Linked DNA regions of Anas platyrhynchos: region 2 is linked to region 1. A link is a contact called in public Hi-C data. All regions are on one chromosome and are shown on one strand. The core of a region is the stretch at or near the end of the contact, and the rest is flanking DNA. Distances in the headings are between cores, read along the strand shown.

Region 1 (7,103 bases), core at 2,503-5,002:
CTGCACCAGCACCTGCCCTGTCTGTTCCTTCTTGATCACTTTTATTTTGGCCATGTGCAAAACACAGGGAATTAGGCATTAGTAAAGCCAATTTTATATCATCTTCTTCCCGTTATATCTTACAAACTGATGGTAGGGATATTGTATACGAGTAATTTATTTGTTACTTAGGATTCCAGATGAATGCATCTTCGTGGCCGATGTTTCTCTTAAGAACTCTAAATGGAGCTGAAATGGCACCCGCAGCGTTCTTCAAGAAGGTAAGAGGAAAAGAGCCGCTACTAAATGAGTTTCCATCAATTGGTCCATGATTGCATTTTTTTAGTGAGGATGCCAATATAGTGCCTGTTGTCTGCAGCACAGGAAGGCCAGAATATTATATAAAACTACTTTGAAGTGGATTGTCAAGGTACAAAACCAGACAGGAAGCGATCTGCCCGTTGGATGGCATCTCTTTTCCTGAGTTGAGACTTCTAAAGTATGTTGTGTTGTTCAGAAAAATTGCATTAGTTCATTTTCTGTGTCCTGGATTTTAGATACGATGCATTGTCTCACACTCCTTGACAGCATCACATTCACGTAGTCATTGTGCACAGGAGTAAAAAAAAAAATTTTAGTGGAGAGCAAGAACCATCAGAGAAAAGTAGTACTTTGAAAGGTTTTGTTAAGCGTTTTCACTGGGCAGATTACTCATCATTTAAAATGTAATCAGAAAGTAGTTGATGGTAGAAAAAGCTGCTTGTTTTTGAACATGACTTGGGTAAACTACTGTGAAACATGAAAAACAATTTATGAAAACAATAGTAATATTAATGTGGTTTTGTTGTGATGCTGTCACATTGGATGTCTTCATTTCTGATACTGAGAACGACATTCAGAAGTATGTCAGTAAATCAAGGAGTTGGTTTCAGGCCTGCAGCCACATTGCTTACATGTTAACTTATTGTAATTTTTGGGGCTGTGATGAATCATACTTCCTGTGCTGGCCTATCAGTATGTCTGAGATCATTTTTGGGGAATGAGGTTCCTGAGGCTGAGGTGGTCATTTGGGTTCCCTTGGGTCACAAGCTCGGCAGTGAGGGTACGCTTCTGCTGGTCACGTTGACTTTATTTCTGGTTCTCTTTTGTCCATTTGGAATTGGTCTAAGGCAGGCTTAGTTACCAGAGGCCTATAAATAACGTCCAGTACTAATGAATTTTTCATGGACTAATTGAGAGGTGAAGCTTTTACCAGACAGTTATCAGTCCCCAGAAATTCCCATTCCCTGCAAACCTTCTCTTCCTTATTAGCATGTAATGATTTCATCGTGGTGTCTTTGCTGTCTTGCTGCCGAGGCATAATGTATTGGGTGCAACCCATTGCTTATGTAAATACTTCCAGCACAGCCTGGCTGCCATGGGGAATTTTGCTAATTATCCCAACCGTGTTTGTGGGAATAGAATCTAGATTTTTATAACACAGAAGATAAAAAGCAAATGCAAGTTTTCAGCATCAGTAAGTTTTTTCGAATGTCTGTTATAACTTCTTGAGAGTAGTGAGTATAAGAAATAAAAATGTTGAAGAAAAAATAGGTTTCCTGTTGTTGTTTTTTTTTATTATTATTATTTTTAAAGGGTCATACAAATACAAATATTCTACCAATCTTACTATTGTAGGAACCACCAAAACCTGTGACAAACTGCTTTAAAGTTGGAATGAAACTTGAAGCTATAGATAGAAAGAACCCGTACTTGATTTGCCCAGCAACCATTGGAGATGTGAAAGGAGATGAAGTTTTTGTTACGTTTGATGGCTGGAGAGGAGCATTTGACTATTGGTGCAGATGTGATTCTCGAGATATTTTCCCAGTTGGATGGTGTAGCTTGACAGGAGATGCATTACAACCACCAGGGAACAATGGTAAGATGACTAATAATATTGCTTAATTGTTTTTCCCCTCAATTACAGCAGAATTTTAAAAACCAGCTGGCTGTATGCAGATAAGACTGGATATTTGATTTGCGAGCAGTTGATGAGGACGAAATATTGTTGAATTTTCTTTACGTATTTTAAAGCTAATAGGATAGTTTCTGGGAAACAGGTTTGTCTGTTTGTAGTAACTCTGGAAACATTTTATTTAATATTCTACCATTGAAGGGCTTTTGATAATCTTGAATTTTCCTGGGATTGTGAAAAATCTTGGACCTAAACTAGTTTTGCCGTTTGTATTGTAGATAGATGCTCCTGTTTAACAATACCAATATATTCTCTGCAGCAGCACTTTACATTAAGCTAACCGCTAAGAAAATAAAGTAAAATAATCTTTTAAAGAAGAGAATATTAGGGCAACTTTGCTTCTGTGAAGGTTGAAGGTTTAAAATATATATTTAGGAGGCTTTTGCTTCACACTCGCAAAATTCTGTCTTGTAGCTGCCTCTTCTGAATGCTTTATCATCCTCATACCTTTATGAATATTTGTACTTAATGGTTATAGAGTCCTCTTAAGTAATGGCCACCTTGTTTTATAATCTGAAGCCACCTACCCTAGAAAGTCAGAAACAGAATAAAGAGAAATACCCTGAATGTAATCCCTCTCCTACTCTGTCACATTTCTGTAATGCAAGGTTTTTCTGCCAAACTCTTTGGGCTCTTTTACCCTTGCCCTCTTCCGATTTGAATGAAAAAGAGGTTTTTAAAGAAGGAAACTGTGTTTTAGTTAAACACTTCAATACCTTTGACCAGAGCGAGCTGTTCTAATGGTGAGCACTTTCATAGCTGCTGCTAGGTAAGGAACAAGCAAACTGGTATCACAGAACTCCCACAAGAGGTGCCAAAGAAGGGAAGAAATCAGTCATTCCTGCTGCTTTCTTCCTGCCTGTTATTTTTCTCAGTCCCTTGTCAACCGGTCATGGAAGACCTAGCTGAGATGAGTTCAGAGTCCCTTTCTCAGCTGTTTGATTCCTCTGTGTCCTTGTCCTCACCTGCCCCTCAGTAATACTGTCCGCAGTTATCGGGTCACAGTAACTGATCTAGTTTAGTCCATAGCAGCAGATTTCAGCGAGGGAGCAATGGTGTGTGGAGCTGTACGGACAGATCCAAGATGTGCAGGTACAAACCTGCAGTGAGAAGGCATGGGAAAGGGAGTTGAGGACAGTCTACATTTGACCAAAATGATATAGTGGGTCCCAAACTGACTGCAGCCCGATGGGTGTGTGTTCCCAATGTGTAAAGTGCACAGCTCAGCTTCTTCAGAAGGGTGACTTTGTCTTGAGAAGTCCCGAATGAGGTGTGTTATTATGGTAAGTTAATTATGTCAGCTATGGAGAAATAAAATGGCTTTATAGGAAAGGGGCCGTGTAAATAAGTGATGTAAATTTTTTAGAAGATATTTTTATGACTGTTTAGTTTGCTGACTCCAGTTGTATCTTTTGGAAAGAAGCGTTATGAAATTGTTTAGTCTACTCCAGTTTCAGTGCTGGAAACCCAGCAGTGTTTTGAGATAACATGTACAACATTCTTCTTGGCCGATTAGTGTTTGGTAGAGATCAAAGGGTTGTATAACAATTAGTTAGTAAATTTGATTAAATATTCCAGTTGTTTGGGTATTAAAATAAACACAATTCCTGAGTGTGTTCAAATCTGGTGCAGGCTGAAATTACCTAGCCATGTCACTTTCTGGATTCTATCCCCTTTTTATGAAAAACAGTGACACTTCAAGCACTGATAAGACCCAAGGCAACGTTCTTGCAGAAGTGTAGTCAAAACTGGAGAACTTCAGAGACGCGATAGAAGTGGGAGCAGGAAGGTGAAGGCCAAGGATTTTGTTGTTTGCAGTTCTAAAAGTGTTTCCAAGGTTAACTGCAGTTTTATTAAAACTTTGTGTGGTCCTTTTTTTTCCCCATTCAGAGCAGGAAGTTTCTTCTTCAAATTTTGCTTCATGTGCTTATTTTTCAGGCGTGCATTTGTCAAGTTTACATAGCTAGATGAAATATTTTTTGCTCTCAGGTTACTTATTTCACTGTTATTTGATTGCTTTTGAGCCATTAAAGTACTGTAATGAGAGTCCTTTATTAAAATGTAAATAATAGCTTCAAGGAGAGTGTAATCAAGTCATTTCAATTCAGAAATTTGATAATGTTGTCAGGATTCTTCATTAAGTCACATTAACATTGACTACTCCTGTTATGGAAGAAAGCATGACAGATAACATATTGTAGGAATTCACTTGAAATATTATGGTATCGTTGTAGCCCAGACTTTTTTCCTGCAGGTTAGTTTAGTATTTCTGTCTTGAATTGCAACAGTAGAGAGTGAAAAAAATTGACGGAGCGTGGCTTAGATTTCAGAGTTGGTATTATGTGAAATATTCCAGGTTTTTTATAACTCCTTTTTTCCTGAAGTCATTTAAATGTGGCAAATCACTAGTGAAGGGCTGAAAACAAAACAAATTTTAGTCGCTAAGCAAAAACAATATCCTGTAATCTAAGTATGAAAATGATAAATGATGCTTTAGTTTTCATCCATACCTAAGACAACAATTTCCTGCCATGAGACTTACGTGTTTGTTGTCTGATTTAGCACTTAGCAAGAGAGAGACTGCAGTAAAGGAGATGATTTGAAAATTAGAGAACATTTTATTGCAGCTGTTTACTCTCTTAGCCATTTAGGATGCCCAGAGAGAATGTAGGCCCTCTGTCATGGGTTGTTTTTAAGAACAGTTTGTACACGGCCTTCTTAGATATTGGTGAATTTATTCAAAACAGGATATGTGGTCTCTTCAGCCTTGCGCTCTGTAACTCGCATTGGTTTTAGAAAGATAAGCTCAAGAACTAAGACATGATCAATAGAAGATAAAATGACGAAGGTAGGTACAAACAGTAGTCCAAAACAACTTTCTAATGTTCAGTCCTTAATCTTCTTGCTGATGCTTTGTCTTTGGTCCCTTCCAGCAGATGTGACTTGGTTGGACCTGGCTGGGTGTCAGGGCATGTGCTTAGTGGGATGAGATGTAGTTGTTTAATGTTTATACGAGCAGAAGCTGTACTTAGCTGATTTTGTAGCTGGATTCCTTAGAAATATCTAGGATAGTAGTAATTTACGTAATGTGTGGTTTGACAGCAGTGCTTGATGTTGGGTTGACCTGCTGGCCCAAGGTTAATATTTTAAGGATGCAGTAGCTTGTTTTCTCCGAGTCTCTTGGGCCCTTAAGTGCTTTTACAGATGACTCGTCACACAGGAACAGCAGCGTGAGCTATGGCTGGTGAAAAAAGTTGGCATGATAATATCTATGCTGGACGAATGTGAAGGACCTGCTCCGGGAGGCTTTTTCCAGCAGTGGCTGAAAGCAGATGTTTGAAGAAAAGCAAAAGCACGCAGGAGAGAGGTTTGCAGATGTGTTCCTAATATCTGGCACTCTATGGCCCAGCACTGCCCAAGCCCCAAATAATTTATGCCGAGTGCCTCCTGGAAGAGTTTGTTTCTGTTCACTTATGTTTTGGAGACATGAACTTTTAGCTCCTAAAGCATCCTGTAGCAGGGAGGTGTGTGGAAGAGGAGATAGCTTTTTCCTTGCTGCTAGTTTCATGTTTTGCCCTCTAGTTCTTGGACTGAAACAGCTTCCCGGGCCTCCAGTTCTCGTACAGGAGGAGTCAGGAAATGGCCATTCCCGAACAGCTTTCTTCATATCCACCATGGTTTATCATCTTCCCGCAACTGTCTCTATTACAAACTTGTAAAATCCTGTTCTGTTTTACCTTGTTATGTGATCAGTTTAATTCCACTGATCACCTTTGCTATTCTGTACAGCTTCCAGTTGAGCTGTCATTTTTGAGCCACTGGAACCAGAAGTGCACGAGGTATCTAAGACTTGGTGGCATTGTTCTGGTTTTTCTTTTGTTTTCTATTCCTCTTATTCCTAGATTTGTATTTGGGATCTTGAACTGCTGCTGAGCAATGTATTAATACTGTCTTGGAAATATTTATTTTCATTCCAAGATGACCCTTTTGTGATGCTTCATTAGTCACAGAAACTGGATCATTCTGAATTGCTTGACACTGAATTTCATCTTCTATTTCCTCATCTGCTGAGCAACTGCTTAGTTTGCAATATCTTTCTTTACCAACTATATAATTGTTTAACATCTGTTGCCATTTCATGCTTTGTTCTTGTTCTAGATCATATACGGTTCAAATGGCACAAGCCCAAGCAGAGATCTCATCAGGATTTCTCTAGAGTCCTCTTGATTGTGGAAATGTCCATTTATTCCTGGACACTGCTTGGTATTTTCTAACAATTTCTTCAGAAGTATCATAAGAACCTTCTCTCATATCCTCCACTGTTACTTAAGGGTTCTTAAGGCTTTTTTTGTTATTGCTGTTTTTTTTTTTTGTTTGTCTGTGGTGTGTGATCTTGTCAAATGCAAGTTCACAGACTGCATTTGCTGACTTTCAGTCATCTGCTTATGTGTTGACTCCTTAAAAAGAAGTTACGATGGGTTTGTGAGACGTGACTTTTTCTCTATAAAAGCTGTTCGGTTCTCCCCCAGCTCATTGTATTTATCTTTGTGTTCACCACCTCTGTTCTATGGCTAAAACAATATTTTTTTAGCAACTTGCCCAGTACACACATCAGGTGTCCTGTCCATGCCTTCCTGGCTGGAGTGTTAGCATCATTTTAACATTTTAGGTGCCTTAACTCTTTGGATTTGAAGCAATTTTAGAGACAAACTTGCACAGTACCGTCAGTAGCTTGGACATTTCATCGTTTTTCCTTCCTAATCTAAGGGCTGTCTGTCCTGCCAACTCACTATTGTTTGTTTTGTCTCTGATTTCTGACCTCTGCTACTGGTACTTCATGTCATGAACTTGCTTGAAATCCCTGTGAAGAGGGGTTCTGATATGGGAACTAGCGTGAGCTTCCTTGGAGGGAACGTGAATGCAAGAAGAACATTGAGTCTTGTTGCTTTAACATTACTGCCTGTGATTGCTTGTTCTGAAATTTGATCATCTCTTGGGTCCATATAACTTCTGCCTTTGATATGTTTTAAAAAGGCTTTTTAAACTTTGGTATCTTTTGGATATTCTTCTATCAACTCTTTTTCTGGGCCAAACTTCTCATGCTTTT
Region 2 (7,103 bases), core at 1,755-4,254, 38 kb after region 1:
TGGAGCTCCCAGGCAGGTCTGAACAATTCTTCCCTCCGCTTCCATCTCTGCAGAGCGGTGCAGCCGCGCAGGGCTCCCTCCTGCCGGAGAGCCTCTGTTCTGAGGGAAGGGTCTTGGCACGTGCTTCTTGCTCCTGCATGTTTTGAAAAAACAAGGGAAGGGCCCTGCATCTTGACTGCATGATCCCAGTGCAATGTGCTGTTGCTGCCTGGGAATGCTGATGGTGCTGTGCTAGGAGCAGAGGCCTCTCACCCGAGGCAGTGCTCTGCTACTCAAGGTGTGGCCTGCAAAGAGCTTTCCGTTCGTCGGGCTGCCTTTTAATTGCGTGTGCTTGCATGAACACAGCAGTGGGGAGAGCAAAATTAAATAAATGCTCAGTTCTAGTCTGGCTTTGGCTTATGCTTGTGCTTTAGGGGTGAGCTACTAGATCGGTCGGCGCTTTGAGGTGCATGTCCCAAGGAGGCTGCTTGGATCTCCAAGGCCTAGAAGAAATACAGAGGCCTCCTTGGAGATCCTTGCTTGCTCTACAGAGAGCTGCTTTCCCTTCTCCACAGGGGATCTGTTTTCCTTCTGTTTCACCACTGCAAGCCCAGAGATGCCTTTGGCCCACCTGAGCAATGCACCAAAATCCTGCCTGAGATGGTAGCTTTTGCTTATCAGGCACAGTGGGCAGCGGTGGCTGCTTTGTGGGTGTGGGTTTTTTGTTTTGCTGTGTTTTAACTTAACGCTGCTTTGTGTATTTTCAAAGGACCGGAGCAAGGAGTGCTCAGCTCAGCCACAGGGAACGTATTGCTTCCATATATCTCTGTGTTCACCGTAGTGCATTAATTGTAAACTGTCTTTGGGTTTGTGTGTAGTTATGGGAGATGAACAGGTTGGGGAAAGTTTTTGAATGAATTAAATTAAATGTTTTGAAAGAAAACAGAAATGGAAGGCTGGGATGAGTGATACGGCTTGTGTGCAATGAACATGGGAAGGAAAATATATGGAGAATGAAGTAATGGAAAATCGGAGGAGGAGGAGGAAGCCAGGTGGAGGTATGAGCTCACACAGTTTCAGGTTTGGATGGATTGCTGAGTCATAGCTCATGTCTTTTGACTACTTGACCTGGGATTTCAAGGCGGAGAGTTAGAGGTTAACATTCTGAGCCATGGAAGGGGTGTGAAATATTTCATCTTGTGTCAAAATGGGTGGTTTTCTCCCTTTGGTTTGCTGTTCGCCAGTTGCAAATCATAATGTGTCTCTTTAGCATGAGCGCTGTGGTGTGTGATTAAAGGAGAACCCATGGGCCTGTCAGTAACATCACATGCCAAAGACTTCTCGAGAAGATTTCACCTGCAAGCATGGGCTGAGTCCTTGGGTTCCCTATGCGATTCCTGGGGCATCCTCTCGTTCTGTCCTTCAGTTGCTTCTCCCTAATGGAACGAGCCACTGCTTCCAATTTGCTCTCGATGTGATTTCTCTTCAGGTCACACCCGCAGAGGAGCACAGGATGGGGTTTAATTTCATACAACTTCATGCCTTCATATCCTAATTATGTCTAGACTGTCCCTCACTGTAGTCCCTGTCGGTCTAGTTGACTGAGTTCAGGGTAGGAGCGATCTGACCAGACGCCAACATCTGCTTCACGAGATCCGAGCTCTCCTGACTGCCTGGGTTTTATTGGCACGATTCCTGGCAGCTATCACGGGAGCCGCAGTGCCCATCCTGCTTACCTCCAGCATGCGAACTGGTTTCCCACCAGAAGTGCTGTTGGTTTTAGGCAAAATGGAACAATCCTGTACTCGAACCCTTTGGAAAGACCTACCTGGTGTTTGGAAGGGGCACATTTTACCAAAATCCACTCGATACCTTTACAGCCTGGGGTGCAGGTGGGGTTTCAGTCCCTTCCCTTTGATGAGGTCTCAGCAGACAGCAAATGACTTCTGCAGCAGCAGCTCCCACCTTTAGTAGCTTTCCCGTGCCTACTGATGGGACTTTTTGGGCTTTTTTTGCACTTTTAGGCGTCTTCTCCCAGCGGGAGGGAGCTCCTCGTTCCGTGTCCTGCCCTTTGGTAGCTCTGGTCCGTGAGGTGCCAGGCCTGGACAAAACGCTGCCCATCATCTCCGGCTCTTAAGCAGAGAAGGATGGGAGCGCTGTCGGGGAGGATGTGGTGAGAAGGATGATATTAAAACAATGCAGAAAATGCGGCCGTCCTCAGACAGCTGCGGGCTGAGGAGCATTAGTAATCCCGGGAGCCGGGGGGGCCGGGCACGGGCTGGCGGGGATGCGGTTTGCATTACCAGCACTCCCTACAAACACCGACTTCTTTACAGCGAAAGCTGGTGCTTTACCTGGGAAGCAGGCTCCCTTTTATTAGCTCGTATCCTGCCATTTGCTCGTTGAATTTTCCCCGCTTTGTTTGGAAGCACCCCCGTAATTTCCGTGCTGAGACCTTAACGCTGCTGTTCCAGGAGAGCCTGGGGGACGTGGCCGCGAAGCGGCGCTGAATATTTTAGCGGTTAGTAATTTTTCTCCCCAAATGTGTAGAAATGCTTCAGATGGTTCAACAGCGGAATGGATTTTCCTAGCAGGGGTGGGATACCGGGATTTTAACAACTGTGGAAAATGTGTTTTCTGCGCTGGAATTAGGGGATTTGTTTGTGTGCGCAGGGCGGCCGTGGGGCGCTGCACATCCAGCGCTGGCAAGCTTGTGGCATCGTCTAGGAGAAATGAAACTTTTAGTAAGCATGGGGGGAAGCACTGAAAGAAGGGAAAGGTGGGTAAAAAAGCAAATTTCACGAAGTCACATCACTGCTGTGGTGGTGGTGGGCTGGCCGAAGGCAGGGAGGCAGGACCCCGTCCCAGCCAGCTCAGAAGGCCTTTGCCCGAGCGCTTCAGCGTGTTTTTATAAACTTGAGCACAGAGAGAAACCCAAACATCTGGCACCGGGATATTATGTAATGCTGATTTATGCTGCTTTCATTGTCTGAGATCCTTGGTCAGGGCCGCTAGCCCTGGCGTGCTGTCGGATCGCTGTGCTGAGGAGCGGAGGGGCACGGCCTGCCCGAGGCGCTCCCCTGGGCGCTCAGCGGCCACCTCGGCGCCCATCCGAGCTTCAGCATGCAAGAATGGAATGAATTTGGTGATGTCCTGTGGGTCAAACCTCTGCAGGGGTGTGCAGGACGGGGTGGTTTATCTGGCGTGTGGTTTATCTGTGCTGTGTTGAGTGCCTGACGCGACGTTCAGCCTCTCCCCCTGCTCTCGTGTCTCAGCTACCTCGCCTCCCCTCCTGCTGCTGGTGCTGCACGTCCCGGGGGCTGCGCTGCTCCTCTCTCTACCTGGCTCACCCCCGTCACTGTAAAACATCCTCCTCCTGCTGCCATTACCACTTAATGACTTTCCCCCCAACATCAGGCGGGGCATTAACGTCTCCATTATGAGCCACCAGCAGCGGAGGCCCCGTATATCACACGCGCGGCTCCCCAGCCTTCTCCTCACGCACAACTTTCAGAAGCAGTTAAAGGAAACTAATGGCCCGAGACACAAAACCCGTAACCTGCTGGCAGCGAGGAGGAGCTGGAGGTGCTGGATCTCGGTGTCATTAAGTGCCTCTCCCCCATGCTGAGGGGATGTGGGGCTCGTGCTCCACACGCGAGAGATGGTGGGAGCAAATGGTACCTGCGGGCACCTGCAGCCAGCATCGCTGAGGGGCACTGCCCCTGCACAGCCCTGGAAAAACCCCAAACCTCCTTTTTCAGAAGATCTCGGTGCTCTGAGCCCGGCCCCGCAGAGGCAGCGGGGCAGGGAGAGCGGGGACAGCTGTCCCAAGGGATTTAGAAACCCTCTGCCTCTGCGCTGCAGCAGCCGTGAAGTGAGACATGCCGTCGGGGACGTTTCTTGGAAGGAGCAAAGCAAAGTAGCCGAGCATTTTCAATTAGGAACGGGGTTATTTAAAAAGCTGCTGTCAGATGACAAAGCATTAATGAATCCGTCAGCGCTTTAAGCTCTTCTGAACGTCTCCGGTTCTGCCAGCTTTGGGGGAAAAACAAAGGCTTTAAAAATATTTAAAAAAGCAGGAGTTTGACAGAATCTGACGCCGTGTAGCATCCCTGCCATGTGAAAATTCCTGATTTTTCATGTTAAGCAAGAGGGCTGCGATACCTCAGCCCAGAAGAAGAGCAGCGTGGTGCCCTTCCCGACTTCGGAAGGCGGAGGCATTTTCTGGATAGTGAGCTGGCACCTTCCTCACGCGTTTCAACAGATTTTGGGGTGATGCCAGCGCCTGAGGACGGGATTTCTAAGCCAGAGGCTGCTGCTTTGGCCAACTCATTGCAAGAGCTACTGCAGCGGCCTTCCCGAAGCTGCTCAGGAGGGGGCTTTTGGAAATAGTTTGGCTGCAGAGGGGTGAGGGAAGGCACGCTCAGTGTGCCGCATTGCCCAGATGATGGGCTTGCAACTGCTGCTTCTGCACAGACAGCACTGTTCTGGGAACGCAGCATTAGAAATAATAAAAAGGAGTTTTTCTACCCAACAGGTAGAGCTGCACATGGGCAGTGTCCCGCCCAAATTGTTCTCCTGCTCTTGTGGCTGCTCTTCCCTGGGGATGGGTTTTTAGACATGAGCCACCTGAATTTAACAGCCAGCATACAGGAGGGCGTCTCCAGCTGATTTCCACAAACCAAGTGCCAAACCATCACCTCCCAGGCCATTTATTTGCATTCTACATTCACATTTCTCCACTGACGTGGGCGGCTTGTACACTGTCAGCCCATGAGGTTGCACAGTCTGCTCCAGGACGTGCATCGACTTCAGCCATCAAAGCAAACAGCAAAGCTAACAATAAGCGACTTTTCTGTATATAGTCAGGCTGGGACAAATTATGTGATTTCTCCTTCCGCGTGGCGAAAGCCCTTCAGAAACGAAACGACAGAGATAGCGCAGCCGGTCAGCACGTACAAACATTTATTTCGAAATTTCCATTCTAGCCGTTATGAAGAGTTACATCATCAAAGCACTTCATGGCAGTGAAAATAGCTCTTACCCCTCTGACTCATCCGTTACTCCATTAAAGCTGCAAAATGTGCAATCTGCTTGAAAAATAGGTTGCTTTTTATTCAGTTTCCCGTGAAAAGTCAAAATTCAATAACAAAAACAAAAACAAAAAAAAAAAAAGGAAAGAAACCCAGCTTATAGGGACTCTACATCTGCTCCTCTCCCCCTTCCCCCAAAAATAACTTACAAAGATAGTTTAAAGTTTTAAATGAGTTTAAAACCAAGTGCATCTTTTTTATTTTATTTTATTTTTTTTTCCATAATAATCTTAAAATTCTAAAAACCCATAATTTACTTTCTCGGAAAAAAGGCAGCGAGCCGTTGCTTCTTGATTGGAAGAATGTGTATTTCGGGCGAGTTCATTTTCTTTAGCTTTACGCTCCTGTTCTTTACAGGTTTCCTAAGCGCCTCGGCGTTGTCCCGGGGCTCGGGCTGGCTCTTCACGTCGTAGCACTGCAGCACCGAGTCCTGGGGCATGTCCCTTTTGAAGGAAAAGTTTTTGGTGGACACTCCCGACAGGCCCTTGATCTTGCCGCAGAAGATGGTGGGCACGGCGTCCTTGACGGAGACGATGACTTTGGCTGTCTGCGAGGTGCTGACGATCTCAATGTTGTTGCCGCCGGCCTTGGGCTCGCAGCCCGCTCTCGCCGCCGGCTCCACCAGCCACTTCTGGGGTGGCCTCAGGAGCTCACCTGGCCCGGGCCCCGCCGCCCTCGCCTCCGCCTTGCCCGCGGCCTCCGGCGCTTTGGAGGGGGCGAAGGGGGCAGCCGGTGGGGCCGGGGGGCTGCCCTCGGCTGCGGGGCTGGTGCTGGCCGCCTCCCCTTGTGGCCCCCCTGGCTTGCGGCAGGAGGCGAGGGACAGGTCCAGCGCCCCATCCTCGGGGGACGGTGGTGGTGGCGGCGCGGCCTCGCTGGCACGTGGCGCGGGCGGCCCCTTCATGGAGAGGTCCAGCGCCTCGTTGTCACTGCCCATCTTGATGACAGTGTGGCGGCTCAGCTGGGGGAAGTCCCGCTGGGGGACGAGGTCGAAGGGCTTCGTCTCCTCCTTCTCCAGGGGGGTCTGGGTGCCCTTGCAGGGCTGCGGGGTGAAGAGCGGGGGCTTGGGCGGGTCGGGGGCCACCTTGGACTCGGCGCCGTGGGGCACGGGGATGGGGACGGGGATGGGGATGGGCACGGGCACGGGCAGGGGCACGATGACGGGGTAGGGCACCAGCAGCGTGGCGGGGGGCACCAGCGGGGACAGGGGCGAGCTGAAGGCCTGGGGCGGGAGGGCAGCATAGTCAGGGGGTGGCTGGCAGGGGGCTGAGCCCAGGGCGCCCTGCCCCGAGGGGAAGAGGTCCTGCAGGACAGCGGCAAAGCCCGGGGTCTGAAAGACGGGTGGCAGCACGGGCTCCTGGCCTGGGCCCGCGGGCTTGGGGTCCAGGAGCTGGGGCTGGCCCACAGGGGCCGAGGAGCCCGGGAAGAGGCTGCCGTGCAGGGGGCTGGCGGGGCAGGCGGCGCCGGGGGGCAGCACCAGGGGCGAGTTGAGGTGCTGGAAGACGTGCTGCTCCAGGAGGACGGGCAGCGGGACGGGGCCCTGCGTGGTCATGACATAAGGGGTGGCGTTGCCGGCCGGCATCTGCGGGGCAGCGCTGCCGGCCACCTGCAGGTGGATGGGCAGGACGACGGGGCTGTCCCCCAGGCAGATGGGCTGCAGCACGGTGGCCGCCACCTTCAGCGCCACCCCGCTCTGCGACTCGGCCGGCGGAGTCAGGATGGAGGGCGCGGGGACGGTCACCAGCGGGGACAGGGCCTTCTTCATCAGGTCGGCCGAGTTGATGTTCCAGGCCTCGGCCGTGATCAGCTGGGCCACCCCGTTCTCCAGCTTGTTGTTGGCCATGGCCGCTGGCGGGCTGGTGACGTCCATGGGCAGGTTCGGGGTCTCCTTGTACAGCTCCTCCATCTCGCAGGGCTGCGGGGCTCCGTGGGCGCCGCGCTCACATCGCCGTCAGCGGGGCTGCCGGGGGCACCGGCACTGACATGGCTTGGCCTGTGAGGCAGAAACACGGGTTAGGCACTGCATCAATCTCC

What was found. A called contact is a pair of places that touch in the nucleus more often than the background predicts.
Region 2: a contact with region 1 is called in a Hi-C map of F5 follicle, with 3 times the contacts expected there. The contact joins two enhancer-like sites. A contact is called at or near these places in 3 of 8 Hi-C or Micro-C datasets (F1 follicle, F5 follicle and small yellow follicle).

What each region holds. Positions count from the first base shown.
Region 1 is chr1:127,364,834-127,371,936 of IASCAAS_PekinDuck_T2T, forward strand. It overlaps SCML2 (Scm polycomb group protein like 2), which reads left to right. Exons shown (of 15, transcript XM_072028984.1): 6 at 172-260; 7 at 1,657-1,900. Among named protein-coding and RNA genes, the nearest start is that of SCML2, 34 kb to the left of the region's middle. Within about 2 kb of position 3,753, at least 4 of the 8 cell types and tissues checked have an H3K27ac peak or open chromatin away from gene starts, as enhancers often do. A contact at or near this core is called in F1 follicle, F5 follicle and small yellow follicle, where this site is marked.
Region 2 is chr1:127,403,842-127,410,944 of IASCAAS_PekinDuck_T2T, forward strand. It overlaps RAI2 (retinoic acid induced 2), which reads right to left. Exons shown (of 2, transcript XM_072029011.1): 2 at 4,923-7,062. The coding sequence starts at 6,975. The coding sequence ends at 5,326. Among named protein-coding and RNA genes, the nearest start is that of RAI2, 34 kb to the right of the region's middle. Within about 2 kb of position 3,005, at least 5 of the 8 cell types and tissues checked have an H3K27ac peak or open chromatin away from gene starts, as enhancers often do. A contact at or near this core is called in F1 follicle, F5 follicle and small yellow follicle, where this site is marked.